Regions from separate parts of the Oryctolagus cuniculus genome. Here region 2 is linked to region 1. The links are chromatin contacts, called in public Hi-C maps. All regions are on one chromosome and are shown on one strand. Each heading gives the region's core, a stretch centred on a gene start, on an enhancer-like site or on the middle of the called end of the contact. The rest is flanking DNA. Distances are from core to core; before and after follow the strand shown.

Region 1 (7,132 bases), core at 1,378-3,877:
CCTGCTGATGTTCCTGGAAAAGCAGTGGAGAATGGCCCAAGTGCTTGGGCCCCTATACACATGTAGGAGACCGGGAAGAAGCTCCTTGCTCCTGGTTTCAGCTTGGCTCAGCACCGGCCGTTGCAGCCATCTGGGGAGTGAACAAATGGAAGATTTCTCTCTCTCACTCACTCTCTCTCTCTCTCTCTCTCTCTGTGTGTGTAACTCTGCATTTCAAATAAATAAATCTTTAAAAATAGAATAGGAAATCCACTGAAAATTACAGAAAAGCAATTCACCCTTAATCCCACCTTCATTTGGCATATCACCATACTCTTTTTCTATATAATACATTCTTTTATCTATTTTCTTCTACTTAAAAGAGAGAGAGAGAGATTTTCCATTTGATGGTTCACTCCCTCAAATGCCTACAATAGTCAGGCCTGGGCCAGGCCAAAATCAGGAGCTAGTAACTCCATCCAGATCTCCCACATGGGTGGCAGGGACCCAAGTACTTGGGCCATAATCTGCTGCCTTCCAGGTACATTAACTGGAAACTGGATCAAAAACTGTGTAGCTGGGTGGCAAACCAGCATGCCAATATGGGATACGTGTATACCAGGCACTGACTTAAACCACCGCACCACAACTTCCACTGCTTGTTGTCTGTATATCTAAGAACTAAAATCACTGTCAGTTCTAACTTTGACTCTTATTTTTTCTATAAATGATATGGCCTTCCATCATCATGAACATCTTCAGTGTATTGAGTTTTGTGTTTTCTTTATCTCAAACTCTTGCATAGAACATAGTATTTTATCAGCTGAATTGTGATTTATAACAATCAAATTCCCAATAATATTATGAGGTTAACTATTTGGCACCTGTATTCATTTGTAATACTGAATCTCTGGCCAGAAAAATCTCTTCTGAGTCTTCAAGATTGGCTGCTGTAAGGGCTTTGCATCCAGAGACTCAGTGGGGAGCAAGCATAAGGCAAAAGTGCCTCATCTACAGTTGCTGGTTAGGCCTGCAATGTTTAAAACTCTCAAGCACTTTGTGAACCGAGAAGCACAGGAGCTGTTGTGAAAGAGCAATACTTGGCCTATCTGCTATGGAATGATAATCACTTAATCAGCAGAACATTATTAAGCAACTGCTATGAGTGAAGGCCTATGCTACATTCTAACATTAGAAATGAAATGAATATGGACTTTGTTCTCCAACTGGTGGAAGAGTTATTTAAGGTGCAGATTCCAAGACCATGTTTCTAAACATTATAATGAAGTAAGTCCTGGAATGTAGTCTGTGAATTGTACTCTTCCTCTACCACCCATGTCAGAGATCCAAATGGAGTTTTGGGCTCCTGGTTTCAGCCCGGCCCAGCCCCGGCAGATGTGACTGGTTGGGGAGTGAGCCAAAAAAAAAAAAAAAAGCCCTCCAAATGACAATGGTGAAAATGAGAAACTCTTACAACCAGTAAGTAAACTTTCCCCTGGGTCCATAATATACCAGCTGTGGGACCTCAACAACAGTCTCATAGTCACTCCAAGCCTTGATATCCTCATTGGTAATAGAGAAATAGTGATTTTATACAATGCAAAGTTGTGTGTTTTATTTAAATTGTATTTTGTGAAGCTGAGTACAAATGAAAATACAGGGTCCCCTATTTTAAAACATGTTCAGTGATTTCAAGGGAACACTAGCAGGACCAAACATGGGGTCCTGTGTGACTGCATAGATTGCCCACCTATAAAACCGCCTGATTGGAAAAAATACATGACACAACAGGTTAAGCATCTACTTGCAACTCCAGCATGCTATACTGGAGTGCCACTTGAATCCCAGCTGCTCAGCTTCTGACTCAGTTTCCTGATAATGCACCCGGGAGGGCAGTGGAGGGTGGCCCAAGAGCTTGGACCATCTGTAGGGGAGACAAGCATGAGGTTTCAAAAAAAAATCTAAAAAGAAAAAGCAAATATACTAGATCAAAAGGCAAATATTTTGGGGTTGGTGATTTGGGTAACAGGTTGAGTCAATACTTGCAGGGCCAACATGCCATATGGACACAGATTCCAGTCCTGGATGCTCCACTTCCAATCCAGTGTGCCTGGGAAAGCAGAGGAGGATGACCCAAGTCCGTGGGAACCTACCCCAACATGGGAAACCCAGATGAACCTCTTGGCTCCTGAACTGGGCCTGGCCCAGCCCCAGCCATTGCAGCCATTTGGGGGGTGAACCAGCAGAAGGAGGATTTTTCTCTACCTCTACCTATCCCTCTCTTTGTAACTCTGCCTTTCAAATAAACGAATCTTTTTATTTAAAAAAAAAAGAAAAAATGCATATTTAAACATTATATATCCACAGAGATACACCCCTACTAGAGATGCACACCTGCTTAAAACTGTAGCTAAGGTTATTTGTGTGATGGAGCATAATGTTCACTTATGAGAGTGACAAAATGTTGCAGAGGTGGTGATGCCCAAGCTAAGGCTTGAAGGATGGGGCTGTGCTTGCACTTGGATATGTCTGGACTGAAGCAAATCCAGCAAGAAAAAAAGAAAACAGGTTTAACTGGTACTGCTGTTGGGCTACTGATGTCAAAGGATGTTAGCAAAATTAGCAATTGAAGATTAAGGAGGTTAAAGAAATAGATGTGAATCAGCTTAAGATGCGGTTGCTACAAGAGTTCTATGGCAGTGTATCAAATCAGGGTCAAGGTAGGCATGTTCTTTCCTTAAAGCTTTGTAACCTTTCCGGCTAGGCATCAAGCAACCACCAGGGGGCAAGAGCGATCCCAGTTACCCTCCCCAGCGATTGTTGTCGGATTTAAGGCAGAACCATAAGCTTGTTTTTTTGGAACAGGCTGAAATCCACATTGATACTGATCCAGATATCCATTGCTCTAATTTTATTTTACCTTGAGAATTATTTTATTTGAAAAGAAATGTGTGTGTGTGTTTTTAAAAAAAGGAAAGAAATTTTGCTGAAATGTATTTAGTGCTTGTTACAAGTCAGTATTATAATTTCACATATATTATTTTCATTTAATTCTCACAACAACCTTATAAGGTGGCACTTTAGAAATAAGGAAACAGATTAAGTAAAGATGATATTTTAGGACCCAAGTCCCAAAACTCAGAAATAAACCACCGATGAGTTTTGATGCATATCTTTCCCATTTTTTTCTATGTGAAAACATTTTATAAATATGCATATGTTTATGTGTAACATAAATAGAAATAGTTGCTTTTATGGTTTGTTCTAGAACAGAGGGACAATGTTATGTATTGTCTACAGTTCGTCCTTTTTTTTTTTTTTTTTTGGTCATACTATTGTGAGTTTATTTCTGGATTTTTTTTTTACCTTTTATTTAGTAAATATAAATTTCCAAAGTATAGTTTATGGATTACAGTTTTTTAATGTAACCTGCTATGAATTTTCCACATAAGTGTGTATATATATAGATCTACCTTATTTAGTGACTACATTGTACTCCATTGTGTTCATATACCACAATTTATTTAATGATCCATCTATGTCCATCTATGTTGGTTCATTTCTTTGATATTTCAGGTAGAGCAGCAACAGATAGCATTGCACATTTACCTTCACTTTCTTCTGCTAAAATAATTTCTCTAGGATGGATTCTCAAAAGTGAAACTGCTTTATTAAAGGATATACAGGCTTTAGATTTTCATAGCAATTAGCAGATTGCTTTTTTTTTTTTAAGATTTTCCAATTTTTTTGAAAGAGTTACACAGAGAGAAGGAGAAGCAGAGAGGTCTTCCATCTGCTGGTTTACTCCCCAGATGGCCGCAACGGCCAGAGCTGCACCATTCCGAAGCCAGGAGCCAGGTGACCTAGCCATCTTCCACTGCTTTCTCAGGCCATAACAGAGAGCTGGGTTGGAAGTGGAGCAGCTGGGACACCCACGTGGGACACTGGCACTGCAGGTGGCGGCTTCACCTGCTACGCCACAGCGCCAGCCCCAGCAGATTGCTCTTTAATACTCCACCGATGTTTGAAATTCTTTTTTTCCTATCCTCTTGGCTGTGCTTTTTTTCTTTCCTTATCAAAAAAAATAAAATAAAATAAAAAATAAAAAAAGAGGATTCTCCAAAACCTGTTATGACTGGTGTTTTAAATATGATAAAGATGATGGGTCAGCACCGTGGCATAGTGGGTAAAGCTGCTGCCTGCAGTACCAGCATCCCATATGGCTGCTGGTTTTAGTCCTGGCTGCTCTACTTCCAATCCAATTCTCTGCTATGGCCTGGGAAAGCAGTAGAAGATGGCCCAAGTCCTTGGGCCCCTGTACCCATGTGGGAGACCTGGAAGAAGCTGCTGGCAACTGGATTTGGATCAGCTCAGCTCCAGCCATTGTGTCCATTTGGGGAGTGATCCAGCAGATGGAAGATTTCTCTCTGCCTCTGCCTCTCTGTAGCTCTGCCTTTAAAATAAATAAATAAATCTGTAAAAAAAAAAAAAAAAAAAAAAAAGGCTGATATCCACTTCTCAGGTTTTTTGACCATTGGAGAGCAGCCTGTAACAGTTTGTTTAGCTGATCTAAGTGGCAAAAAGTCCTCTTCCACTGATGTCGGTCTGTGAGTTACCAGAATACTCACATGAAAGACTGCAGAGGGGGCAACACTGCAGCAATTGCTCTATTATTGTAACTCTCTTGGGTGAAAAAAATTACATTAAAGCAAGAAATAGGCATCTGTGTCTCATTGTAAAATACCAAGTAGCAAATTATTTCCTTTACTTCTCTTTGCCTAATGAGTTAACAGGGTCGTGTGAACATAGAGAAAAATTTTATTCATTGGTTGACAAAAATGATCTTTATGTCCTTATTCCATGCAAAGTAAGATTCAGGCCTCCTGAAGGCCACACTAAAAATGTATTGTCTTCCCATCTTTATAGCTGATAAAGATGGGGAAGAGTGGCCATCAATAACTATATTTGAAATGAGCATGTAAAATGATTTATGCAAGAGCAGACAGTTAAATAGCAGCAGAATTAGTACTGGAATCCAGGTCCTATGCCATATTAGATATATAATAAAAGGACAGGCATTTGACCCAAAGGTTAGGAAGCTACTTGGGGCTACTACATCCTGTATCTAAATGCCTGGTTCAAGTTCTAGCTCTGCTTCCAATTCCAGCTTCCTGCTAATGTGCACCTTGGGAGGCAAGGTGATGGCTCAAGTAGTTGTGTTGGGTTACCCATGTGGGAGACCTGGATTGAGTGCTAGGCTCTGGGCTTCAACTGGGACCAACCCCAAGCACTGTGAGCATTCGGGGAGTGAACCAGTGGGTACGAGATCTCTCTATCTATCTCTCTCTGACTTTCTCTGTCTACGGCTTGCTACCTTTTAAATGAATATTTTTTAAAAGTATGTAATAAACATATGTGAATGAATGAGCTAACTTCCTTATGCTTATCACCTCTAATTTCACCCCAGGACAAATACAAATCCAGAAATTTAGAGAGAAAAATATGTCAATTCTAGCTGTCAACATTTTCACAACTTAAGGGAAAATGTGGAATTTGAATATGGTCTTTAAGGATGGGCAGAGTTTCAACTTTAGCAATTGATGAGGAAGGGAAAGTTTACACATTTGGAGAAGAATAGGAACAAAACACCAATATAGAAGAAGACAAATAAGTTTGAGGAATTTTTAATCCAAACAGATGGGTTAGACCAGGATTGTAGAGAATCCTAAATACTAACAAGTCTTCTTTAGTTTCCAAAGCTACTGAGGGTTCGGGGAAATGCATCGTGATCAGCATTTTTGTTCTAAAATGTGCTATTATAGGCAGTGCTGACTTCTGAATAATTTTTCAGTATTTTATTTTCTAAAAGTAAAAAATGAATGTGACAGCAAAATTAATTTCTTTTAAAAATTCTTTTAATTTCACTTCCTTTCTTTAAAAAAGGAAGCTTCAGATAAGTAAGAAATGTTACCCCAAAACATCAGATTTCAAGAGGAAGCAGAATGTTGACGGGAATATTCTAAATCGCAGCAGACTATACTAAATCAGGCAAAAATGTCAGGATTGTACTATATGAACCTATGTGGTTTAGCATTTGATTGAACAAATCCAGGACATAATAAATATTTACCAGTAGAATGAAGAAAAGCTTTCATTAGAAAACTACAAATTTTAAAATAGTTCCAACCATGACTCTTATTGTCCCTATTACTATTGTAACTGTTGGGGCTGTTAAGAGTAGAGCAGCGCCTCTTGCTAAAGGAGTTTCACTGCAGAATGAAATAATGGAAAACTGCACCAAGGGGCTAGCACTGTGGTATAGTAGGTTAAGCTGCTGCCTGCACACCAGCATCCCATATGGGTTTCAGTTCATGTCCTGGCGGCTCCACTTCCAAACCAGCTCCCTACTAATGACTTGGGAAAAGCAGTGGAAGATGGTGAAAGTGCTTGGGCCCCTGCCACCCATGTGGGAGACCTAGATGAAATTCTTGGCTCCTGGCTTTGGCTGGGTCCAGGCGTGGCCACTACAGCCATCTGGGGAGTGAACCAGGGGATGGAAGATTTCTCTCTCTCTCTCTCTCTCTCTCTGTCCTTCTCTCTCTCTTCCTCTGTCTGAAAAAAAAAAAAAAAAAAACTGCACCAAATATATTTCTCACACAAATACCCCAATCTTTTATATGAACAATTACCCTGGAAATGTATTTTGTAATCCTACCTCTGTATTTTCCACATGTACAAACAAGACTTAGGCAACACATCACATGATCCAGGTCACCTAACACAGAATCATCATTGAGAACACTGTGCTATATGTTGCAGGTGACAGGGTGCTCACCCGACTGCCAAGAGAGGAAGGAAACCAAAGCAATCAAGACCTGAAATAAGGATGTGGTTCCCAGGGTTAAGAAAAATCTTAGTGGCAGTACTTTAGGCCATGAATCTGTGTAATCACCATAATCACCGAGTTACTATTCAATCAGGCTCAAAGGAAGAAGTTCAGACTGAGTGGGGCAGTGCCTCCATCTAACAAAAGGTTCAGGCATTTTCATATATGAAAGTGGTAATCATTTATGACTGCCAATTAGCAAGCATTGTTTCAAGATTAGTGATTACATTCCCAAAGAGATAACATTGAAGCTTTTGAAGTTCAGAT
Region 2 (7,132 bases), core at 2,598-5,097, 180 kb after region 1:
GTGACACAACAACCAAATTAATAATGGATAGGAAACAAACCCAACTCCACCTCTTCAACTAGTGCAAGTGAAAGAGGAAACGTTTAAGGAGCTGAAGAACATAGACAAGTGGGTGCAGTGCTTCTCTAGCACTAAAGCCATTTGGCTCTGATAGTTCTTTGTTGCTTGAGTGGGATTGTCAGCACATTGCAGGATGCTTGGCACCATCCTTGGTCTCTACTCACTAGATGCAAGTGGACGCTCCATCCCTCTGCTCCCAATAAAAAATATCTCAAGACATTGCCAAATTCCCCTGGGATGCAAAATTGCCCCAGTAAGAACCACTGGATTAGTATGTTTGTGATCTACTGCTACACTGTTAAAAAAATAATCTCCAGGGTTGTTGCTGTGACGCAGTGGGTTAACGCCCTGGCCTGCAGTGCTGGCATCCCATATGGCCACTGGTTCGAGACCCGGCTGCTCCACTTCCTATCCAGCTCTCTGCTGTGGCCTAGGAAAGCAGTAGAAGATAGCCCAAGTCCTTGGGCCCCTGCACCCTCATGGGAGACCCGGAAGAAGCTCTTGGTTGCAGCCAATTGGGGAGTGAACCATCGGATGGAAGACCTCTCTCTCTCTCTCTCTCTCTGCCTCTCCTCTCTCTGTAACTGCCTTTCAAATAAATAAATCTTTAAAAAATAATCTGCAAAATGTAATGACTTAAAAAAGATTTATTATCTTACAGTCACCGCGAGTCAGGAGTGTGAGTGATTTAGCTGAGTGGTTCTCGTTCAAGGTGTCTGATGAGGCTGCAGTCAGATGCAATTATCTGAAGGGTTGGCCTGGACTGAAGGATCTGTTAGATGTGTCAATCGTATGGTGATTGGCAGGAGGCCTCAAATCCTGCTGGTTGTTGGCAGGATGTCTCAGTTCCGTGCTGTGTGGGCCTCTGCACAGGGCTGCTTGACGTGTCCTTGCCACATCTCAGCTGCTAATGATCTGAGAATCGGGAGGATCCACAAAGACTTATTTCCGGCTTGTCTTGGAAGTGACACACTGACACTTCTGCCACATTCTGTCTGTTAGAGGCAAATCTCTAACTATAGCCCACACCCTCTAGGGAGAGAATTAGGTCCCACTTTGTGAGGAGGAGAATAGCAACACATTTATGGAGATATTTTATAGCAACTACAGATACAGAAAGATTCTTTAATAAGTTGGCTGGGAAATACAATACCACGAGCTATGAAGAGAAAAGATAGAACAACAGTCCAAAATAAATCCTAAATAATTAAATTATTTATTGAAAAAAGGGAATTGTCAAACAAGTAGGGCAAAAGTAAAGGCAGATAAATTATGATCTCAGGATGGGAAAAGATATGTGAAATAAAACAGAAAACAAAAGCGGAGAAGACCTACAGTTTCACCTATGGTCAATGTCTACATTTTTATAATGTGCCATTTTGTGAATCTTCTGATAAGAAAATGGGCAGCTAACTGACCAATATTGTTTACACATTTGAAAATATACCATAATGACTTGGGCACAATGAGGAAGCACATTTATGGTTCTGTGGGAAAACTGATGTCAACAATTATAACAATAGTAATTTATTGATTAATGTATCTTCAATATATGTTATGTAACTCAAGTATTTTACTTATAGCAAGCCTCTTTTTTTTTTTTTACAATATCATGTGGCAGTATTATATCAATTTTCTAGCTGAGGTATAATCAGATTAAGTAACTTGGGCTAATCTCATAGTTTGTAGGCGACAACAGGGTTGGCTTATCCATTAAGCCTAGCAGGCACAGTGCCACAGGCTCACAATACTTGCACAGCCCATAAAAAAATTCTAATTTCTATTAAAACTAGGAGATAAAAAAATATAAACGTTTAGGTCAAAGAAAATATGTTAATGTGTAATAGTAATATAATTGTCTTTATACCAAAGCAGTGCGGAAGCACAACTTGTAATATTAATATAATTTACAATATTATTTCATGGAGGAAGAGGCCCACAAAGGTAAAAGTGCCCCGGGTCCTGAAAGTTAGGTTGGCAGAGCTGTTTTGATCACAGGTAATGTGACATTTGGACACATGCTCTTCCTAGAAGTCAACTTGTCAATTAGTTACAAAAGGACTAAACTTGTTCATATTTTCAATCACTTTGTAAGAAGTAACCTATGACAACAAATAAGGACATAGATAATGACTTGGGAAAACATATATATATATATATATATATATATATATAACAGTGTGCATTGGAAACCAAAGGAACATTCCATAATGAAAGAAAAATGGTTCACTACTGGGTATCAATTTAGTGGGCTAGATGAACTCTAGGCGCTTCTGTACAGAAACAAGCTGAGTGGGAAACTGAGCAACTGGGGGAGCTGAACGTGAGACAGAGAAGAGCAGGAAGCAGAAGGAAGCCAGCATGCACTCTGGAGGAGGGCAGATCTTGCTGGGAATTCTTAGGGAATTGCTGGGTGGGTTGGCGGGTGGGGGGGGGGGCGGTGAGTTGCAAATTCGTGGTGACATCTATTTAAAGGGACTGTTACGCAAAACGAAGAGGGCAAATCAGAGGACATCGTGGTTAAAGCACAGAGATGAGTGAGTACATTCAGGGAAGCGGAAGGAGTTTTTCCTAAGAGGAGGAACAGAGTATATGAGCATGAAAAGGGGCTTGACTATCGCGGTAACCTTCCTCAGGAAAGCTAGGAAGAGCCAAAGAATGAAGCAGCGGGGTGAGCGACGAGCTCAGACGGGCATTCAGAATGATCTTCGGGGATTCAATGGGGACCAAATTCAGGTGTGAAGGCAGAGGTCAGCACTCCTGCCCCGGAGTGGAAGGAAATGTGCATGTGTCCCACCAGGAGGTATTTATTGGATCCCACAAATATTCGTGGAGTGGCATCAACAATGACACTGCCACTCTACGAAAAGCTCTGTTGTGACAAAAGAAGAGAGAGCAGGAAGGGAGTTTTAAAGTCAATGGAAAGTTTAGGTGAGAAAAGTCTTAAAACATGGTTATGCTAACAGGTGAGGTTAGAGAAGTGCCAGGAAGGGTCCCGAGAGGGAGCAGAGCGCAGGTTCGCTTGGGAGAGTAGCAGGGACACCAAGCCTCTGAGAGTGTGGACGTAGGTAATTTGTTGGGGTAGGTGAGGTGTTTGGGCAAACACTCGAGAAATTCATGCATGAGTAATGTGGCCCTTACTCACTTGTATTTGCTCGGCCTTCTAAAAGCAATACACGGGCACTTCCCTAAACAGGCTGACTCGGCGTGAATGATGGAAATAATAGACGCTACCTGATGAGACTGTTATGGGGACTAATTGCGCTGACACATACTCTTGTTCAACATGTATTAGCTTTATCACTGGGCTGACGTGGGCAGGGGTGGGTTGTGAACGTTTTGATTACCAATATACAGAAATTGCAAGTCTTCTGGTATGTCTATCTTCTAAATGCATGTACTTTGGCAACGGGCTCTAAGTCAAGCACTCAGCTAGGTCAAGCAGACTTTATTAACAGCCTGCTTTCGCTGTAAGGCGTTCGTAAAAAAGGACGCCAGTGCCCTAAGGAGCCTGCTTGAGGTCACGCGCAGGTTGGGCCGAGTACCGGAAAGTCAAGTCAGCAGTACCTAGCACTGGCTTAAAGCCTCTTCCCAAACCTCTGCGGAAGCCCCACCCCTTTCACAGGTCCAGGCCACGCCCCCTTCCCCTATTGGCTGGCCCGCCCCCGCCCCCCCACACGAGTCGATCGCTCAGAAGACCCGGAGGAGTGGCCCTTCTAAAGGCGGCGGGGGTGCCCTTGCTGCGCATGCTCGCAAATCCGCCGGATTCCGGCTCCGGAGTTGGAGTCTTTAGGTGGCCGCTGCGTAGCGCGGTGCCCGGGCGGGTGGAGGGGGCGCGCGCTCTGGGCGCGGCGCCGGTGACGCGGGCACGCGGCGTGCTCCCGAGGAAGGGAGGTGTGGGGTCGACTCGGGGGTGGCGCGTGGCCGGGGTGGGGGTGGGGGGAGGGTCGGGTGTCGGCAAACGCGGCGTGCGGGTTTCGAGTGGCTGCAGGCGGCCTGGGCTGCCGGGGCCGACGCCTGGGTGGCTGCCGCTGCCGCTGCCGCCGCCGCCGCCGCGCCTGCTGCGAGATGGCGATCTTAGGCGCGGAAGGTTGAGGGCGCCCGCCGCGGGAGGAGGCGCCGCAGCTGTGGCCGTCCGCTGCCGGGCGCCGGCAGCTTCGCGCAGGGTAAGGACGCCGGGGCGGGGGGCGCGGGGCGCGGGCCCGGAGCCTCGGCCGCGGTGTGGGGAGTCCGGCGCCGACCGCCCCCGGGCGGGACTCTCTCTCTCTCTCTCTCTCTCTCTCTCTCGGGGCCGTCGGGGGACAGTTCGCGCCGCCGTGTCTGCCTTCTCCAGCCCGGGGGGCCTGGAGTTTTCTGGGCTTGGGTCACGGGTCTTGCCCGGAGTTGGCCCTGGCACAGGCCTGGGCGAATGATCCTGGAGCGGGGCGAAGTGTTTCCGTGACTCTGCAGCCGCAGTTCCCCGTTCCCTTCGCCTTCTCGTCTGCTGCTTCTACGTTTCTGCCTCACACCTCCCTCAAAGCACGGACTCCCTGCCCGTGCCCTGACTTTCACCCCCTTCCGCCGTCCCAAACCAAGGACTCCAGTCTCAGAACGTCTCTTTCTGACGTGCTTTTTTTTTTTTTTTTAAATCTGGCTTTTCCACTGATTCCGCAGCCACCCCCCCCCCCAACACAACCCCCACCTCTACCTTTTGTGACCTGGTAGATCTCAGTGACCTTGCAGATTTTGCCAGTCCCAGCCTCACGTGTGACTTCAATCCCCTTCTTTAATCTTTTTTTTTTTTTTTGAGGGGTGGTAGTGGTGGTGGTAAATTTAAATTGATACTTTGTCCATTGCTTTTACAACATTTAAATTGCCAGCCTCATATGCACAAGGACTGTGCAGAGCTTTTCTTTACTCCGTGGATGTGGAGTTGACTTTCTTTTGCTCCGGTAATTACGTGAGAGCTTCGTTTCCAAAAAGCAAAAACAAAAAACACACACCAAAAAAACAGTAGTTATCTATGTATAAATTTGATGTTTTTACTCCTTAAAGACAGAATATTTTGTAAGGGCTTGCTTTAGTTTTCCTTTTTTTATTTGGAAAGATTTTAATCTTTTTTGTGTGTAGGCTCATATGCATAAAGATTGGAGTTTTTGCTTTAAGATGCTAATGGTCATAGTAGCAAAAGCTAATGTCCGAAGTTATCTTTCTTCCCCCTCTCCTCTTTAATATTTTTACCTGAAACACCTGGTTTATAGCTGTCTGCAGGTTTCTACAAGAGTTCATGCTTATGTTTAAATCCATTTTTACCTGTCTCATCAAGTCTGTGTATTATGCAAGCAAAAAATCAGGTTTTAAAAAATAAAGGCATTCTTTTATTTATGTGACTTGTTTTTAGCCATAAAGCAGTATATTGTGTTACTGGAAATTATTATTTTTCATAAATAGTTAATATTTTTAAGTTGAAGATGTTAGTGGCCAAGAGTTGGGAGCTACTTGAACTGAAAAGTGTGAAATGTGTGGAATAGTTCTTTGGAACATAGCTTACAAACATTTCAAAGTGTTTTTCCCATAAAGTGAAGAACTGCTTGTAAGACCCACAACACCATCGTTTTGAAAAGCAGTCCTTACAATGCTTGTTTTTTGGAAGACTAACATGATAGAGGATGTCATAGATAAGGTCTCTGCCTTCAAAGAGATTGTAATCTTTGCTGTTTACCCCAGGACGATTGACATTTCTTTTCCTTCCTTGCACAGTTATTTAGCATCTACTGCATGAGGTATTTTGGGGAATACAAAGAATAATTAACAATTTCTGTCCCCAGTCCTGCGAATAATACACACAAATGCCCCGTTTGTCTTTTAATATATAGTAAAGTTTCATAATGATACAAAAATCCAACCAGAATTTAAATTCAGAAGTGGTAGAGTTGCGATCCTCTGGAAAGGTGCAGTTAGTTAGGAGAACTTCTGGCTTTCTAAATCTTAGTTTTGAAGAATGACTGACATTGGATAGACAGGGAAAGATAATCCAAGCAAAGAGAAGAATCTGAGAGGGCACCAAGTTCATACATCTGGGAAGAGGCACGTAATTATGGTTAAATGGAACACAGAGTTTTTGTACTAGGATAAAGGGTGATAAAGCTTTGGTAAAGGCTTGGGACTAGTTGTGGATTGTTTTTAATGCCATGCTAATGACCTTGAATTTCCTAAGCATTGAGGGCTCCGAAGATAATTTTTAAGTTGGGAGTGAAACAATTTTAGACTATTGTTTTAAGAGGCTTAATCTGGTAGCAGCTTGTATGAGTGGAGGACTAGAGATCCTGGAAGTAGGAACACTTCCTGATTGTCTTAATTGTAGGTGGGGAGGCTCTAAGCTGTTTTGGTAATAGGATTGGAAAGGAAAAAGGAAATAGAATAGCCAGAATTTGAGAGGGATCCAGGTAGATTGGAGGAATAGGACCATTTTGAGCAAGATCCTTGTAGACTTGACCCTCAGTGTTTGTGAGTTACTTTACAACTTTTTGCTGTTTATTAATCCTAACTAAAAAAGCTGCTAGCCTGGAAGACTTCCAGAGGCACAGTGAGGACTCTTCAAAGAGTTTGGAAAATGTGCATTTATTTTTAATTTCTTTTGAGAGACACCGCTCTCAGTTGCTGGTTCATTTCCCCAATGTTTGCAGCTGCAGGCTGGGCCAGGTGGAAACTGGGAGTCAGGAATTTAATCCAGGTCCCCTATGGAGGTGGTAGGGACCCAGCCACTTGAGCCATCACCTGCTGCCTCCCAGAGGCATTAACAGAACTGAAATCAGAGTGGAGCTGGGACTTGAACCCAGGCACTGTGATATGGGATGTGGGTGTCCTAACTGATGGCTTAAGTAGTAGGCCAAGCACCTACTTCACATTATTTTTAATTTTATTTTTGAAGTACTCTTGTATGCCTTATGGATATAATTTTAGGGGAGTCCATGGACCACCTGAAGCTCATTCATGAAACCCCCTTGGCCAGTCAGTTGGGCTGGGGGCTTCTGGGAGCTTTTTAAAATAGCAGAAGCTTCAGATTCTTCCATTCACTGAAAAGAAGACCTAC

Evidence for each region. Hi-C and Micro-C count contacts between places; a contact is called where the count stands out from the background.
Region 2: a contact with region 1 is called in a Hi-C map of skin fibroblasts, with 2.1 times the contacts expected there. The contact joins the promoter of WWP1 here to the enhancer-like site in region 1. A contact is called at or near these places in 5 of 6 Hi-C or Micro-C datasets (embryonic fibroblasts, liver, psoas muscle and 2 more).

What each region holds. Positions count from the first base shown.
Region 1 is chr6:111,442,239-111,449,370 of mOryCun1.1, forward strand. All of the region lies in intron 3 of ATP6V0D2 (ATPase H+ transporting V0 subunit d2), which reads left to right. Among named protein-coding and RNA genes, the nearest start is that of PSKH2, 63 kb to the left of the region's middle. Within about 2 kb of position 2,628, at least 1 of the 8 cell types and tissues checked has an H3K27ac peak or open chromatin away from gene starts, as enhancers often do.
Region 2 is chr6:111,619,704-111,626,835 of mOryCun1.1, forward strand. WWP1 (WW domain containing E3 ubiquitin protein ligase 1) reads left to right here and starts at 3,848. Exons shown (of 22, transcript XM_051844599.2): 1 at 3,848-4,226.